2 separate regions of the Mus musculus genome follow, and region 1 is linked to region 2. A link is a contact called in public Hi-C data. All regions are on one chromosome and are shown on one strand. Each heading gives the region's core, a stretch centred on a gene start, on an enhancer-like site or on the middle of the called end of the contact. The rest is flanking DNA. Distances are from core to core; before and after follow the strand shown. Region 1 overlaps Trappc9 (trafficking protein particle complex 9). Region 2 has its middle 50 kb from the start of Gm23217.

Region 1 (5,331 bases), core at 2,738-5,237, 660 kb after region 2:
TAATAATCAGCCACTCTCCTGTTGATTCCTCCCCACTAAATTTAATCTCCTTCTCTCTTGTGTAAAATCCATACAGTAAGAAGCCAGCTTAGCGTCCTGCCCCTGCACACATGCCCCTGCCGTGTTCCCTGGGCTCCCCCAGTGCATGCTGAACAAAGGCGTTTTTCTGTCAGAGTCAGCTCACGTCCTTGTTCTGTTTTATGAATTGCCCTTTGTGTCTTAAGTCAGAGATATCTTTCCACACTAAAATACGTCTTCCTAGACCTTCATCCTTACTGGTCATGTGTCACACGGACAGATCATCATCAGTTAATCAAGTCGTCACTGCGGGGCATTTATGTTGCATCTACTAACTCTGGCTTTATAAATACTACTGCGGCCGAGAACATCATGCACGCAGCTTTGTACACCGGCCTATCTTATTTCTCAAGGTAAACTAACTGCCGAACCGTGTGGGTCAATACATGGTGATAGGCTAAAAAAAAAATGTCAAAGATATCTGTGTTCCAGTCTCTAGCACCTATTAGGGTGTACCATGACACATAAGGACTTTGCAGGAGTGACCAGTGAAGGTTATCTAGGTTGGTTTGGAATGCCATTGCCAGGGTTCTTGGGAGAGGAAGGAGGCCGGGAAGGTCAGGACTGAAAATATCATGCTGTTCATGGTGACTTGTAGCAGGAGGAAGGGGCTCTGAGTCAGAAAGGGAGGTCTGGTTAGATGCTGGAGAAGAGAATCGGTGTTACACACACACACACACACACACACACACATGCACACTCTCGAGTGCACACAATCCCACAGGGAGTTCTTCACATCCGAGCAGTACAATCTTCAGATCCACAAGATGATAAATCTGTGTTGTTTCCAGCCACTGGGTTTGCTACAACAATGAGAGAGCAGATACATGTTTTGTGAGCTTGCATGTTTATTTTTGAATCAAAAGGCTACTTACTCTCAGATACCTGGTACCAGGCCACTCTGGTTCTCAAGCAGCCCATTGGGGCCTCTATTCAGAATCCGGGAAGATGCTGCCACGGAGTGATTGGCACATGGTCCTGGGAGGATGGGACTGAGGTTTTCTCTGCTGTGCACCAAGCATGACCCTATGCTGCTCCTGCCTCTCCTCCTATAATGACAGGCAGAGACTGACTTCACGGTTTCACGGCTTAGCCAACTATACTTCAAGAAAGCCAGGTGACAGCCTGCTGTCACATTAAATCATTTGTTCACTGAAGAGCCACTTTGAGATCACCTGTCATCACCTAGGTGACATCCTAACACTAACGGTTCAGCGTGGACAAACAGTCTCTGTCTTCTGTGTAGCTTCTATCTCAGGGATAGAACTGTGAAGCTTGAAGCCGGTCTGGGAGCTGAAGGCCCCAACCACTCAATCTCCCCAGCATGGTAACCCACCCCAGCCATCTGAGACTCCCTCTCTGTCGCCCCCCCCCCCGCCTTTTCTCTTTTGTTCTCCAATACCTAAAAAAAAAAAAAAATCCCCTATTAAAAAATGCTTAAATCTTAAAGGCCTCAGCTACTTCTCACTAGAAGGTAGGCAGGAGGGCAGGGCACCCTGCAGTCATTAGCTGCAGAATCCCCAGAACAGCCTTACATGCAAAAGGACCTCAACAAGTTTCTTGAACTGTTTTTCAAAATCTATACCCTCTTCTCCTTATTCTACCGGTCGGTCTCTGAGTTATTAGGAACTGTGGGTGTCTCCCCTGCAAAGCCTTGCCTCCCACCTGCCTCTGAGTCATGTCCACCTTCAGCCTGGAGGAAGAATACGGAATAATATATAAGCAGCATTTCAGAGAGGAGGCTAGGACCTCTTCAGAATTCCACCCAAGCCATTTGCTACAGAAAGGGAGGAAGCTAGAATTCTCGCTCTGTAAACACAACGGCTGCCAAATACAAGGCATGGAAAGGGATGGAAACTGCAAAGCAGGTACCTTATCCTCATTTTGAGAGAGCCTTCTAGAAGGTGCGCAGCACACCTAAACCTTCTGTGAGCTTTCTATAAGGAAAGGCAGCCCTGTGTGGTAAGATGATGAACTGCAGTGCAGTGTGGTACCTGCCTGCTGCATTGCCTCCATCCCTGCAAGCCTGAGGAAACAGGCCTGTAAACAGAAGCATGATGGCCCTGTTCCCAATGCCCCTGCCCTAAGTTTAAAGCTCAGGAGGCAGACAGGCAGAGACACACACCACCCTGAGTTTCTGAAACAAGAGCCACGGGGGAAAATGTTCCTAGGACTCCAAACACATGCCAGGCTGTGTGGTGGCTTTCTGAGTGTGGAGTGTTCACTGTGTCCCTTCGTGTGTGTCCAGTGCTCAGAGGAGCATCCTGGCTCTGTCAGGTGCAGCTCTTACTATCCCTGACTCATAGAGGAGGAAGCTGAGGAGCAGAGGTGCCGATGGCTTATCTCCTGGCTAATGGCTGACCAGCTGCACAGTGCAGGAACCTTGTATCTCAAGCAAAGCATGAACCTGAACAACTCTGTCCTCCCCTCAGAACTAAGCCAGAGCTTAGGCACTTTGCATATGCTACCTCTGCTTACACAGCAGCGAGGGAAATCCGATCTGGTCCTGACCCACAGAAGCTGTAGCGCAAAGAGATCACGTGGCTTGCCTTAGATGACAAGGCTAAAGAGCAGTAGGCAATCTGCTCTCGGGTCCTCACTGTCCGAAATGCAACATCATTCAGTGGGGCCATATATAGCCACACTAGACACAGCGATCTGAACCGGGCAAGGTTAAGCCTCAGAAGGACAGAGAGAGGAGGAGAGGAAGCACGAAGAAACACAGAAACAGTGCACACATCATGGGATAGGCTGCCATGATGGTCACAGCAACCACACACACAGAGCCTAGAAGGCCTTCCTGACATCTAAGCCTGGCATCCTCGAATCTGAGGTAAAGGCGTTGGGTGATGTGCCTTCTCTGGACTGAGCCACACCCCAATCCTATGCACACCACAAGGATAGCAGCTAGGCCACAACACCACCTATCTGCAGTGAGCTGCAACCTCTCTCGTTAGACACACACTTGTACCACACGGCGCTGTACTGGACCAGCAGGATCCAGAGGAAACACAACAGTGCAAATTTCCAGTTTCCTGTGTTAAGAAAAATCAAATGAACCCTGCAGAGACAGCCATGGCCCACTGCACCTCTCTATACATGCATCTGATCCCCAGTCACATGGCTCCTCTGGGCTCCCCAGGGGACCAGCTGCTCTGCTTCTGTGCTGTCCCAAGAACCCTGACAGAGGCTGGTAGTGAATCTTCACTGCTGTACTCCTTGCCAGAGTCTCAGTTCCTTAAAGATAGTCCCTAACTCACTTGATTTGCATTCCCAGAGCTAAGTCCAGTCCTTAATAGGTAGGCAGTCAATGAATATTTAATGAATGAGTAAGAATCAGAGGCTACATTGTAGTGCACTATCATTACAAAATAATTAAATGGGGAGGGTGTTTAATATAATGGAGTTCTGCAAGAGACAGCAATGGCACCCACAGTGCAGTATGACCATTTCATGCCACTTGGCTGCACACTTAAATGTGGTGATGGGTAAATCTGGTATTATGGGTATTGTAACCACAATGTCTCCAGAATTTTATCCAACTCTTAAAATATTTTTAGTTAACATACAAAATCATGGGTTTCACTATAACATCTTCACACAGAATCATCATGTCTTACTCAGATTTGCCTGAGTGTCTCCTTACAGCACAAAGGAGTGGCCTGTCTCACAGTGGCTGCCTTCCTAGCTTGGGCTGATGGCTCCACTCTCTTCCAGTGCCCACAGTGGAGAGGAAGCAGCCCCAGCTCGTGGGTGTCAGACCCTCTGGGTGTTGCTGCCTCTCTACCACCCTGCAGACTCTAAGCCTCATCGGATGCCATTTTAGCACCAAATCAAGCACCAAATGAGCGGTGGCTTTGCTGGGGGGGAAACGGCAGGAAGGATGTGGGCGGCAGGATGCGGGGACAGCAAATGCTTAAATGAAAGTCAACCCCAAGGGACTTGTCTGAGTCCTGAAAACCAGATGGGTCTGGCTATCTATACAGAATGCACCAAGCTTTGCCGTTAGTCATTATGGCCCCGCCTTCAATAAATCTCCTTTCAAGGATTGGAGAAGGGGGCACTCAGATTATAATTACCAATTCAGACCTCTCAGAATGGAGAAGGTTGGTGCAAAAACCTATTAACTCTGGGTCAAGAAGAAACAGGCAAAAAGAGAGCTGACTTGGAAATTACGGCAGGGTGGGGGTGGGGGTGAGTAAAAAAAGAGGACGTAGGATTAATTTTAGGATTAATTAACAAGTGCAAAGAAATTTTGAGAAACTAAAAATACCTTAACAAAAAGCAGAGCAGCTAACTTAAATTCTTAATGAACACAACAAATGGAGAAGTGAGGGAGGACGCACCCTTTAAATATCCCTCATCAAGGTCTGTGGCAGCACAGTTACCTCACATGCACATCTCAGGGCGCAGGGCTCGTGAGCCAGAGGCTCCAAGCAGCAGCGACGACGGGGACTCAGCCACACACTTCTAAAACTCCCCTCTCCTAACTTTCGAAACCAAACTTCAGTGAGTGGCTTTGCTTCGTGCTTAGCTTCTTCATCCCGGTGACCATTCAACACATAAAGCGTCTTTTGCCTATGAAACTTCTAGTAACCCGGTCAGGTCATAAAATACCACACTGGTAAATTCAGCAAACTCTTTACACGTTCCCCTCCCTAGATTGTGCTGTTTCTACGGACTGTCCTTTGCTTTCTGTAATGTCTTTTTCGTCTTTGGTCTCTCCCAAGCATCTTTGCAAGTCCTCCGATACAGGGGTCAGCAAAATTGCAGCAGTAGCCCCGTTTCCTGTTCCAGAGTCTCCTTTGAGTGGCTGCCTCAGTTTAGGGAAACTTCCCTTATCAAGGATAGCAGTTCTATGTCTACTTCTGGCTCACACTCATTTAGACAGCAGCCACTGCCCTCTAAGACCTGCCTGGGTAGCACGGCAGCTGCAGACAGCTGCAGAATGAGCACATCCACCATGCCCCGCCCTCCAGAGCCACCAGATGAAAACAGAATCTCCCCTGCCTTGGCCTAATGGTCCCTAAGACCTGTCAATCACATTGCCACAACCTTCTTCTGCCCCACTCCAAACCATTCCAAGCACAAAGTTCAAGTTCATGTCTTGTCTCAGCTTTCCCAACAGCAGGTTCCAGTCTCCTCCCTGCAGTCTGCTGTAAGTGCAACCGTAATTCTGGGGCGTGAAGACTACAAAGCCTCCGTCAGTCTGGCCCTGGTGGCAGCCTTCAGGTCACATTGTAAGTGTGAGTA
Region 2 (6,086 bases), core at 2,041-4,540:
GAGGCCATCACTGTAAGTGTAAGTGCAAGCCATACAGTTTGGATGCTAGGAACTAAACTCTAGTCCTTTGCAAGAGTAGCGTCCTCCTTAAACACTTCTCAACCTGATACATCGAGCCTTGGTTTTATCATAGTAACTACTGAACAGAGCAAACTTACTTTCTCTGTTCTACGCAGCATCTTGCAGAAGTTTGACACACTCTACATATTCAATAAATACCAGTGCAACCCATGTTACTTCTGGAATATAAATGGCTTTTGCTTTTCTGATACAACCTCATCAGTTGAAATAAAGGCACCTGAGTAAAGTGTAAACCTCTGACCATTGTGGGCAATGGAAACAAAGAGGGTGCCCAGTGCTTCTCAAGTTGCTACCATACAGCTGATGCCAGTGTTACCCTTGAACCTTTCAGCTTCTGAAAGTTTACTTGGCCACTGGCAGCAATAGCCACAAATGGTAAGCATGCTGCCACCTTTCCTCTGACTTGGAGATAGTGAATGAGACTTGGGAATCAGACAAGGAAACTTCTGTCACTTTGGACTTGGTGTATCATCACTCTTCTCTCTGAAGTGGTGAAACACCTGACCAAAACAAGGGACGGGTTATTCCCAACAAGGTGGGAGAGACAGGAGGGCACATTATATCTACAGTTAGAAAGTAGGGAGAGGTGAATTCTCTTACTTAGCTAACTTTCCCCTTTCCAGTCTGGGATCTCAGGCCATGGGATGGTAGGATCCACATCCAGGGGAGGTCTTCCCACTCCAGTAAACCCAAAGGAGACCTACCCAAAGGCTTGTCTCTTAGGGTATTACAAATCCTGTTAGGTTGACATTATTAGCAATCACATTTGAATTAGAGTAAATGTATTCAGAGCCATACTTGTCTGAGATCTGAGGGACAGGGGCATATGTCCTCAGTTGATTGACAGTATCTATTGCCTACACAGCATTAGCTGATTTGGGCCTTGCATGGCCTTTCCCCTACTGTTTTTCTCATTTGCTTGGTGAGCCATTTATATGTCTTCCTGTTAAAACCTCTGTCCTCAGCCGTGGAATACTCAAACACCATGCAAGCTGCACTGCGATGCTGCTGTTCTGCTTTACAGCATCCTGAGAGCCCACAGGAAAGAAGCTCTCTGGGGACAGAGCGCAGCTCTGGCTACATTTTCCACTCAGAGGTTCTTCAGCCCACTCGTCCTCTGCTAGCTTTATGGGCCTGGTGAAGAGTGAAACAAAAGATAAAAGACAACAGACTCATGGCTATGCAGTTTCTGGTACTGTTTGTTGCCCAGTCGGCGGACTCAGAAGGCTATGTTCATTTGCTTGCTGGATTCTTCTTTTCAGTGTCATGGGTGTGAAATGAAAATATAAAGACTGTGTAATGTCATATTTACTGTCATGTGCCTAGGGTAGAGATGCTGGAGGGAAAAAAACAACAACCCTGGTTTGTTGGTAAAACCAGCACCCACCCTCAAATATGGGTGGAGAATTTGTTGCTTTTTTTTTCTTTTAAATCTCTGTTCTCCAGTTCCATGTTTGCCTCTCATCTTCCCAGGGAGCCACAGAGAACTCCTATTCTAAAATTCAAATTTTGTGGGACATCTTGTAGCCTCTTGCATGAAAGCAACTACCATGATGGGAGTGATATTAAGCAGCTGGCTCTATGAACTTTCCCAATTTTTTTTTCTAAACCTTTAGCCTACATAATCCTCATGGGGCGCTTTTTGGGTGGGTGCTGTTGGGACGCTGTTCAAAAGGGTTAGTTGGGCCAACAGCAAGATGGATACAGCAAGTCTATGTACTTAGCAGGCACAACCCCCCCTAATACCCTGGATACTTCATCTCCAGTGACTGCTAAAACTTCCCTAACTATTAATCTTCAGGAGCTCTGTCACCAGTTCAGGCCTGAGCACAAACAACTGCCCCTCAAAATAGGCCTTCTGAAGCTATGCCTCACCTTGATTTCATATTGCACAGCCGGGAATAAGCTTGAGCCTTTGCATTTTAATACAGAGAAAGATAAACCTTAAACTGTGTAGAGATCTTTATAAAAGAAATCTTCATTTTTGTGTCAGCATAAGACAGGACAGTCCTAATTCAATGTCATCTTTATAAATTGGTACTGTCGGTGATGTGCGCATCCTCTTTAGGTATGAGTGCCTGCCACTTTGCACTCTGCCCATGGGTTTGTCTTACAATTGCCTGTCTCCACCATCATGCCTCCTATTCTAATTTTAAATAGCTGCTTAATTGTCCATCTGGCTGGTAGGTCTACTAACCACTACCCTACTTTCATCTCTTGTGTTCTTTGAAAACTCCTTAATAATTTCTGCCTGTGGTTTTATTACTTCTAGATGCTTGTGTGCATTATTTGCTTAAAATAACTTGGCATTGTACAGTACCATCAGACTGTCGCCCTCAGTATCCTTTCCTAGCTATCCTTTTGAGGTAAACGGGACCTCAACAGTTTCCTGTTTTCCCCTGAGGACTCTGCTTATGTGATTCAGTCCTTGATGTGCCCTGTGGATTGGGTGTGGTTATTGGAACTATTAACTCCGTGGCTCTCCACAGAGCAAGCCTGGAATAGTAATGAGAACGCTGCATGACTAGTTTAGAGGAATACAAAATAGCTCAAACGAGAAAAAATGTTTAATGTTCTCTCCACAAAGAAATGATAACTGCTAGAGGCGGATATGCTAATTACCCTGATTTATTAGACTCTGCCCACATGTATAAAACATCACACAATACCCCATAATATGCACAATTACTGTGCATCAACTCAAAGGTCTTAAAATTTTAAACGTTCAATGTCAGTGCAGCAACTGAAATCATTATTTTCTTGCTTTGCTGTTTCCCCGCTCTGGGTCTTTTGAGCTAGGGAATAAAGCAGAGATGGTAGAGATCTGTGAGCTTCCACTTTTAGCAGCTAGCTAACACCTATGAAAAGAACAATAACCACAATCTTTTTTTTCAGTTCTAGGAAATTCATGTAGCAGAGAACGGTTGCTTAAAATGCAGATGTATCAGACAATTCTAGAGGTACTTCAGCCATTCACCTACTTTAACAGGGAACTGAGAAAAGGCAAGGAACTGCAGCTAATCGCCCAAGTCAGCAACACTGCTCTATCCTGCTCTGTGTTTTCTGTGCCCTTGCTCTTTTCTCCCAGAGCTCCCCTACTAAGAAGCAAAATAGCCCAGAGAGCCTTAGAAAGCTGGCCTGCATCCCCTCTATGCAGGAGCCGCCAATGCACAGGCTCTCGGCCACCAGAGGGCACTGTGTGGCCAGAAAGAGATGGCTGCTTGGTTCTGCAGCTGCCTCCAAGCCCGGCTCTGAAAAAGCCTCTTCGGATTCATGGAAACAGAACTTGGTGGAAACAGCGCAATTTAGAAAAACAAAACCAGCCCACGTCTCTTCCCACTCACAGGTTTTATAGTCCATCAGAACCCGCCCTCCGCTGTGCTCTTCAGCAGAGTGACTCAGCCACCCATCAAACAGATGACCCCAGCGTCCACCTGAGATTTTTTTTATAACCAAGCTTTAAACATCCTTCTGAGGTTGAACAGTGAAATCACTAGAGCAACGTCAGCCAGAGCCACCATGACAGTGGGCTTGCTGCGTGCTCTGCCTTGGGCTTTCCATCTTTTCTACATTCACACTGGTGCCAATCATACTTCTGTCTTGTGGCCTTCCAAATAAGGAAGCTTTGAACCTGAATGAGAAGCCAGCACTGTTGTCAAGACTGATCTTGCTGCAGAACCTAGACACCTGCTGCTTGCTGAGTCTACAGTCAGTCCATGGAAATTACAAGTCTGGCTGATATACTCATGATATGCTTCAGATATTCACCTCCTGTATCCTGCAAGTCTCTGAATATGCAAGTCTCACACCAGGGTCAGGCTGGAATTACTGAGGATAGAAAGTAACTCTAACTGGTGTCCAATGAGAAAAAGGAAATTGGTCAAAACTCATAGGCTGACTGAAAATGTCATGCTTAAAATAATAATAATAATAATAATAATAATAATAAAGCGTGAAAAGGCAGACCCTTCTCACCAGCTCGATCTAGACCTACGATCTCTTCTCTACTGGTTCCCCAGCTTAGATTGCAGGGGACTTTGGAGAAGTGTGATCTTGTCTGCATCAAAATGTTGAGTCAGATTTCCCCTGGGATTCCTGTGACTGTGAATGCTAAACACAGAGGGGCTAGCTTCTTGGGGACCCTGAGCACATATTTCTGGAGAGAAAATGAAGACCCTAGCAGGAGACTCTATACTGCACTTTGTCTCTGGAGTGAGCTGGAAGACCGAATCCTCACCCTGCTGTCTCACCTTGAGATTGGACTTGTTGCTCCCTTTCTCTAAATCTTAGGTTCATTTTCACTTGGAAAGCAATAACGCGACTCAGTGGGCTTTCTGGCTCACTCTTACTTTAACAGCAATCACCTGCTTTGCTGTGTAGGCTGTGCTGAGGCACATCCACAAATCTCTACTCTCTCTTTTTATAATATTTTTATAGATTATTGAGAATTTCTCATCATGCATCCCATCATATCCATATCCCAGTCTGTTGCCCCTCTACCCCTGTGACACCCTCCACCCCCAAGAAAGAAGGAAAAAAGAAATCCAATTTATATTGTCAGATACTCACGGGGCCTGATCAAACTCCCAGTGGCCAGAGTCTTAAAGAAAACCATTTCCTTCCCCACACACCCCATACCAGAGTCATTAATTGTGAAGAGCCTCACTTTAGCATCTTAATCACAAAAAGTTCTTTTTGATTGCTTTCTGTTTAGGCTGTTACCTTTGAGAGTGTATGGAGTTGTCATATAGGCCTTCTTTTACCTGAGTCTACAGTCATCAGTACCATGGTAAAAGTAACTTCCTTGCCCTTTACCATAAATGGAAACACAGATCGAAGACTTGCACATGGTCTCCAGTATCAGCACATACCACGGACCTTAGCATAGTCTCCGGTGACAGTACAGACCACAGAAAGCAACACGGCTCTCTGCCAACTTTCTAATCTGCAATATCCTGGTCCTTGAAAGGCAGTCACATGAATGCCTTCAGAGCATTGGTGGAGGAATTAGAGATCATGCATCTTCATACCTTGTGTTGGTTTAACATAGGACAATAACATCCATAATTAGCAAAATACAGGTTGTTAACAGAAAACCAAAATCGTAACAATTCCTTTAGGTGTCAGATGTCATCCTGGTGAATTTCTCCAGTGCATAGCAACAGGGCTGGAGTGACGTCCAGCAAAGGAGCTCATTACAAGTCCCCTCTTGTGATGAGTCATCGCTGCCTGCCACCTCCCTGCCTGGGCTGAGGGTGGACAAGACCAATCAATGAGGCCATAGCGTGGCTGAGCTGGGGGTGGAGAGATCATTTGTTCATCTGGGTAAAGATGAAGCACAAAGTGCCCTCCCCTCCAAGTTGAGGAAATTGGAAATTTGGCAGAGGCCCAGAGTGAAGAGTGACTCACCCCAAATCATCAACTGAGAAGACTCCATAGAGCTTGGGTTTAAACCTGGCTTTGAAGAGATTACCAAAGTGCAAGGGAAAACAGCAGTGGGGCCTGGGCCGAAAAGTACCAGCAATTATGTACTGAAAACTTGAATAGGGTGTGCCTTGGTTGCAGGGGTGCAGAGGTAATACCATATTGGTGGGTGCCTGTGCTTTGCATGTGGTAACAAAGCAAAACTGAGATGACTGCAGAGTTGGTCCCAAGAGTAAAGAGAAGAGGAAGGGAACACACAAGGAGTAGAGGTACCCATGTGTATCTGAAGGAAAGTGTCTTCCCTACTACAGCCACTGAGGCAAGGAAAAAGCTGGGTAGGGAAATTGAAGGCCAGTATGCCCAGTGGGCTGCCCTCTTCCTCAGGAACACCAATAAATAGCACATACCCTGAGGCCAGGCCAACATTATCTCTCTACTTAACTTCCTGTGTCCTAAATCAAAACCTTACACCTATAGGGGGCCCTGTATGCAAGAGCAAGAGTCCCATTAGCCACATCCTCACAATACCAGTTCCTCTCTGGACACTAACGATGGAGATGGTCTGTGCTTTAACGCAGGGT

What was found. Hi-C and Micro-C count contacts between places; a contact is called where the count stands out from the background.
Region 1: a Hi-C map of the N1E-115 cell line shows a contact between it and region 2, with 5 times the contacts expected there. The contact joins two enhancer-like sites. A contact is called at or near these places in 4 of 484 Hi-C or Micro-C datasets (the HPC-7 cell line, the N1E-115 cell line, cerebellar granule neurons and 1 more) and 1 of 115 datasets of contacts at active chromatin or transcription factors (large pre-B cells).

What each region holds. Positions count from the first base shown.
Region 1 is chr15:72,861,699-72,867,029 of GRCm38.p6, forward strand. All of the region lies in intron 16 of Trappc9 (trafficking protein particle complex 9), which reads right to left. Among named protein-coding and RNA genes, the nearest start is that of Gm41343, 33 kb to the left of the region's middle. Within about 2 kb of position 3,988, at least 86 of the 459 cell types and tissues checked have an H3K27ac peak or open chromatin away from gene starts, as enhancers often do. A contact at or near this core is called in the N1E-115 cell line, where this site is marked.
Region 2 is chr15:72,202,876-72,208,961 of GRCm38.p6, forward strand. No RefSeq gene overlaps it. Among named protein-coding and RNA genes, the nearest start is that of Gm23217, 50 kb to the right of the region's middle. Within about 2 kb of position 3,291, at least 21 of the 459 cell types and tissues checked have an H3K27ac peak or open chromatin away from gene starts, as enhancers often do. A contact at or near this core is called in the N1E-115 cell line, where this site is marked.